2 separate regions of the Callithrix jacchus genome follow, and region 1 is linked to region 2. The links are chromatin contacts, called in public Hi-C maps. All regions are on one chromosome and are shown on one strand. Each heading gives the region's core, a stretch centred on a gene start, on an enhancer-like site or on the middle of the called end of the contact. The rest is flanking DNA. Distances are from core to core; before and after follow the strand shown. Region 1 has its middle 19 kb from the start of TARBP1. Region 2 overlaps LOC144580339 (a long non-coding RNA gene).

Region 1 (3,144 bases), core at 349-2,848, 230 kb before region 2:
AGGAGGAGGAGGAGGAGGAGGAGGAGGAGGAGGAGGAGGAGGAGGAGGGGAGGAGGAGGAGGAGGAGGAGGGGAGGAGGAGGAGGAGGAGGAGGGGAGGAGGAGGAGGAGGAGGAGGAGAAGGAAGAAATAATGAAGAAAAAGAGAAGGCAACTAGGACACAGATAGACACGGGGGAGATCATGTGGCGGCACAGAGAGAAGATGACCATTTCTAAGCCAAGGGGAAGAACCTCAGAACCTCAGAAGGAACCAGCCCTGCCAACCCGCTGGTCTTGGAGCTTCAGCCTCCGCAACTGTGAGGCAATATGATAGCCCCAGCAAACAAATACAGGTGTCTTTCAGTTTTAAAAAGATAGCTACATAATCATGGGTCAAGTGAACAGGGCACTCTTTTTCCTTAAAATTGTATTATTAAATGCAGTATTTGCAGGATGCTCTCCAAAGGTGGAGACAGGAGGAAGGTTTTGATGCCAAAACCTTCTAAAGTTTAGAAACTATAGCGAACTCTAGTTCCTTCTTAGAGATCCACTACATTCTCAGCATGTTTAATGCTCCTGAGATAGCCTGCGATCATGTCCCTTTGACCTTGGCATAACCCCGACTTTCCCAAACTTTGAATGCCATGCAGTGGTGTGATCTCAGTTCACCAGGAGCCTCCGCCTCCTGGGTTCAAGCGATTCTCCTGCCTCAGCCTCCCCAGTAGCTGGGACTACAGGTGCGTGCCACCACACCCGGCTGATTTTAATCTTTTATTTTGATTTTTTGTATTTTTAATAGATACGGGGTTTCACTGTGTTAGCCAGGATGGTCTCGATCTCCTGACCTCGTAATCCGCCCGCCTCGACCTCCCAAAGTGCTGGGATTACAGGCGTGAGCCACTGCACCCGGCCCGAATGCCTTTTCAAAAAGAGATACAATTCTACTTAACAAAACCACCATTCTTGGAACACACTTTGGAAACACTAGCAGGAACAAAATAGGAGGCAAATATTCTAAGGATGTAAAGATGCCTGTGGAATCACCCTTGAGAACCATGGGATTCAGAAGCCTGGAAGGGAATATACACGCGCTGCAGGTAGGGGCAAGGGGAAGACGCCTGCTGCAGGTAGGGGCAAGGGGTCACGACGTGGAAAGCAGGCACAGAGGGGCCAGACTGTGCAGAGCCCAGTGCTCATGTTGCTGTGTCATGGAAAGGCTGGCACTGAAGGAAGGATCAGTGCCTCCTCCTCAAAGGGGAACCTGAGGCTTTGAGTATCCATTTGTAGAATAAGGAATGGAATTCGGAGCATCTGGCCCTTGTTGTCTTCCTTTGGGGGCCCTGGTGATCCCTGCCAACAGAACTTAGACGCCCACAATGGTTTCCTCCTGTGCAGCCTCTGTCAATGGGGTGAAGCCCGGATGGTGCGCCCAATGTCAGCCCGAAGCCACCAGATGGCGCGCGGAACCCGCAAAGCACCTGCGCCCGCCTCGCGTTTGTCCCCGCACTGGCCCCAGGCCTTGGGAAATGTGGCCCTGCGTCTCCCCAGCCTTTTTACACTTCAGGAAGCTCCTCTTTAGAGAAGCATGTGAAACACCCCCTTGCACAGCTGTGCTCCTCCTGCCCTTTCCCTGCTGGGGACACATCGGCAGCCCTTCCTGGTCTGAAGAGTTTCCAAGCCCGGGAATCTCTCGCACATTTGTTCTGCTGGAACTCGAAGCAGGAAGCACTGAGCTTCCATTTTGTAACCCGCAATCCCAGCGAAGTACAATCGTTAGGTAAAAAACATCTCAAGGATTGTTTATGAGGGCAACCGCATTTCTGGCGTGAAAACAAGCCCTGCAAACATCCTGTTCCTCTGCGTTTTGACTGCAAACACAGGGGGTTGCAAGATTTTTTGGTAATCCCAAACTCAGTCCTGAAGAGTTAATGGTGTTACTCATGGCATTGGGGCATGAAAGAAAAACTTGCGTGTTCGGGTGGTTACGGCTTGCCCAGAGCAATGGAATGAGCCATAAGGCTGAAGGCCAAGGGACTCGGACCACCCATGCAGTGAAATAATCCCCCAGAAATGCAGTGCCCCGAGTGGAAATGAAAGTAAAGAGAACAGTCATTCCAGGCATTGGCTAAACGGGACTAAACCTGACTGATCGTCGAGCCTAAAGTTCACGGGACTCCCGAAACTGCAAATCTCAGATTTGGGATGAACTGCTTGGATACCAGGAAATGACAGACATCAGACAGTTGGAACACTGTTCTTAGCCAACTCTGGGTCTTAAACTCTGTTCTCATTTTCAGTTCCAAAAGCAATGAATAATTAATAAGTTAGTTTTTGAATGGAAAGCACATTTCAATGGATGGGTGATACTTTACAAAGGACTTCTGACAGTTACTGTTTATTTCCTTGTTTCTTTCTCTTTTTGAAATAAAACCTGGAAGTTGAGACAGAAGCAATATTCAGATATACAATAGCCTACATATTGGAGCCGTCAGGAACTTGCACGTTAATAAAGAACAGAATCTAATACATACCTTGGCACCTACATATGCCTCTTACTCTGTTCCATGTTATTTCTTTTTTATTTTATTTTATTTTGAGACAGAGTCTTGCTCTGTCACCCAGACTGGAGTGCAAAAGCAAGGTCTCAGCTCACTGCAACCTCTGCCTCCTGGGTTCCAGCGATTCTCCTGCCTTAGCCTCCCGAGTAGCTGGGCTTACAGGCTCCCACCAACATGCCTGGCTAATTTTTGTATTTTTAGTAGAGACGGGGTTTCACCATGTTGGCCAGGATGGTCTTGAACTCCTGACCTCGTGATCTGCCAGCCTTGGACTCCCAAAGTGCTGGGATTACAGATGTGAGCCACTGCGCCCATCCTGTTCCATGTTTTTATGTAAGTAATGTCTCATTTAATCCTCACAGCCCTGGCTTGGTAGTTGGCACTGACCCAGGTTTTCAGATGAGGACCCTAAGCCCCTATGAGGGTAAACAGCTCACCCCAAATCACACAACTAGTAAACTTGAGAACTAGGAGTTGGAACCAGGTAGGTCTGACTTCAAAGCCTCAGTTCCTTTTCCTTTGCCCATGCATTTCACAGACTCATGGGACCTCATGGGGTTAGAAGGGATCTGGGAGGGCATTTAGATGAATGCTCTAAATAATGCAT
Region 2 (3,289 bases), core at 689-3,188:
GGGTCTTGTCGTGCAAAGCCATCCACAGCCAGCATGGCCGTAATGAGCCCATTTCAATTGAAATGAGATCAATACTACTCATTTTTCTCTTGCTGGCTCCCGAATGATTCATGAATCTGAAAACGAGTTCATGAATCAGAGCAGGGTGGGGAGGGGGGCTGGGCGGAGGCAAGGGAACATTTGTGCAGTCGGCAAACCTCGATTCCTTTCATGAACCCAGCCGAGAGTTGCATAACGCCGGCCTGCCTGCTAGTTTAAACCAGTCTTTTCGGAAGCAGCTTTCAGCTTGACTTATTCACCTATTTTCCTTCTGGAAAGGGAAAGAATGACACTGGGTACTGATTGTGTGTGTCTCAGGGGATTTTTTTTTGCTCTTTGTGTGTGAAGCTGTAGGTGCTTCCTGGACAAGGACATGTGTCCATGTCTGTGTGCATGCATGTGTAATGTTCTTTATGTGCACATCCTGTGTGTGTGTGTGTGTGTGTGCATGCATGTGTAATGTTCTTTATGTGCACATCCTGTGTGTGTGTGTGTGTGCATGCATGTGTAATGTTCTTTATGTGCACATCCTGTGTGTGTGTGTGTGTGTGTGTGTGCATGAGCAAGTAACGTGTGACCGGCCTCGGGCCCTTTAAACCTGAACGGGAGCCAAGTTCATTTCTCAGCGGAGTTTCATAAGGAAGCATGAGCTGGGGCAGTTGGAAACCACATCCCTGTGAGTGCTGATTACAGTCTACTAAGGAAAATGAGATTTTTATCTCACAGGAATTCAGTTATAAAAATAAAATACAGCGTCTGGCTTGATTCAGCTAAATGTACAAGCACTGGGGTGTTTTTAATTTAACAGAGAAGCTGGACAAGAAGAATGACCTAAAACATTGCATTTAAAGAAAGTCAGAGGCAAGGGGGAGGCCACAGGAAGTGAGTGGGAGTAGAGGTGTGTGTGTGTGTGTGTGTGTGTGTGTGTGTGTCTGTGTGTGTGTCTGTGTGTGTGAGAGAGAGAGAGAGAGAGAGAGAGAGAGAGAGAGAAACCGAGGAGAGGGAGGAAGGGAGGGAGGAAGGGAAGAGGGAGGTGGAGAGAGAGAAAAACCACCCTGCTGGCAAATGAATGCAGCAGGGATGATGTCATTGGAACAGTTGGAGGAGAGAGGAGAAAAACAACTCGGAGCTGTGCTAATCCTGTTTGCTGCCCTGAAGGGAATGGAAGGCGGCCAAGGCAGGGAGTTCTGGGAAACCATATAAGGATGCCAAACAAGCATTGCCGCCAACATTAGGAACTGACAGCTTTGTTCTTTGTAACTTGGCTGCCCGCCAGAGGCCTCATTTCAGCTCTGCGGCATGATTACCCTGGACAGCCGCCAGCCCCGCGCTGAGAGCTCCTTTTCTTCTCTCCGAGCTTTTTTTTTTTCCTCTTTCCCTCTGCCAAACATGCAGCAGTTACCATGGCAGTGGAAAGTAAAGTTTAAAAAAAACACAACAAAGTAGAGAGGCACGCCTTTATCCAGATGTGCCACATGAGCAGATAGAAAAGGCAGTTCACCTATTCATCGGGGCCTTTGACTGCAGAAGAAAACACTGGGGCACTGGCTGTCAAGTTCGGGAGGGAGGTGACTCCAGGATAAACAGAGCAGTGAGCAGCCCTGGCTGCAGACAGAGAGGGGCTGGCTCCCAGGCCTTGTTTTCCTTCTCCCTCTCTCCCTTCCTGAGGCATTGTGGAGTGCGTAATGTGAAACGGAAAATGTCATGATTTCCACTGGGAATGTGTCCACGGTTTTGAGAAAGCTCCAGAAACTCAGGTCCATAAAGCATTGAGGGGAGGAGGAAGGGAGGGCAGGGAAAGGGCGGTTACAGTGACCTCTGGTCACCAAGGTGAACCCAGTGAGCAGGAGCCAGCCCGTGGCCATGGCCAAAGCCTCTGCCTGCTGCTGGAGCCCGGCCAGGCCGTCGCCCTCGGGTTGCAGGCTGTGCAGGGGTCCCGGGTCCCACAGAGCCCTGGGACCCGAGGGACAGGGATGTTCCCTTTTCCCCTCCGAGGTACAGCCAGTGGTCTGGCTTTACAGGGGGACTCTGTGAAGAGTCCAGTTCCCTATTTTTAATCGGGTTCGTTTTCCACCTGCTTAGAAAGTGGAACATCTCCTGGGAGGTGACAAATCGTGATCAAAGGCAAGGCTCCGGGCAGAGTTGCAGGTTTCCGAAGCAAAGGTTACTTAGAAGTGGAGCCTGCACTGCCAGCTGCGCCCCGCTGCAAAATCTGACACTCCTCACCCTCAGGGTTCAGCCAAATTCTCGGAAAGGTCTCTTCTGATTCTAGAAGGTGCTACAGCAGGAGCTGACTCCGCCATTTCCTGGCCTCTTTAGTTGGAAGACAACAGAAAGGCGGAAGCAGGGACTGCTATCGTGAGGCCCATGGCAGCCTCCCTGTAAAACAACTTGGCACACTGTCACCTTCAGATGGACCACAGCTGGCCCTCTGAAGAGCCCTCCTTTGCCTTTCCAGAGTGTGCACAGTTGTGTCCCGTGTCCAGGGAGGGGACAGAGCCACCAGGAGGGTCAAGGTCGTGGAGGAAAACACTGGCAAATGGGAGATGAACCCAGAAGTCCCTCCTCTTCCTCCCTACTTTGATTATAGGCCTTGGCTGCCTTGCTCGGGCATTCCCAGCTCAGAGTTGGGTCTGCACTAAGTTAAACCAAACAGGACCCTATTGGGGTGGGGGCGAGCGGACTTGATTGACCTCCTCTGGGGAGGTTGCAAAGCAGACCCGTTCCCGCCCTCCCTGACTGGAATGAATGTCCAGGACTTCCCCGGGCCCCACACACCCTGGCTGACATCTGTGCTGAGGACATGGCCGAGGAGAACTGGAAGAAGGAGAGGAGGGGAGAATCGTGCACCAGTTCCCATGCAAATAGGACCCACAGGCTTAGGGTCCCCAGAGGATGGCAGAGCCAGGGGAGACTGGAAGCTGGGGGCCAGACAGGGGCACACTTTTGCCTCAGGTTGGGGAGACAGTGCAGATAGAAACTTGTGGCTTGGCAGAACTGATCTAAAGACGAACTTCAGTTTCTTAAGAAGAGGCTCCTGTTTGGAAGCAGAACCTGACGTGGCTATTGTCTCCTTTCCTTAACCTGCGACTCAAAACGAAGGGCAAGGGGATCCCTCACCTCAGACACAGGAGCAGCCTCTTAGAGTGTGCTAAAGCAGCTACCCAGAGTGAGAGAGCTGATGCCCGGGTCAGGGCCTGATGAAGCCACAGCCTTGTCCTTCATTCCCAGCTCCTGGTGACTTTCTAGA

Evidence for each region. A called contact is a pair of places that touch in the nucleus more often than the background predicts.
Region 1: a contact with region 2 is called in a Hi-C map of skeletal muscle, with 6 times the contacts expected there. The contact joins two enhancer-like sites. A contact is called at or near these places in 2 of 3 Hi-C or Micro-C datasets (induced pluripotent stem cells and skeletal muscle).

What each region holds. Positions count from the first base shown.
Region 1 is chr19:50,735,890-50,739,033 of calJac240_pri, reverse strand. No RefSeq gene overlaps it. Among named protein-coding and RNA genes, the nearest start is that of TARBP1, 19 kb to the left of the region's middle. Within about 2 kb of position 1,598, at least 10 of the 16 cell types and tissues checked have an H3K27ac peak or open chromatin away from gene starts, as enhancers often do. A contact at or near this core is called in skeletal muscle, where this site is marked.
Region 2 is chr19:50,505,925-50,509,213 of calJac240_pri, reverse strand. All of the region lies in intron 1 of LOC144580339 (a long non-coding RNA gene), which reads left to right. Among named protein-coding and RNA genes, the nearest start is that of IRF2BP2, 120 kb to the left of the region's middle. Within about 2 kb of position 1,938, at least 15 of the 16 cell types and tissues checked have an H3K27ac peak or open chromatin away from gene starts, as enhancers often do. A contact at or near this core is called in skeletal muscle, where this site is marked.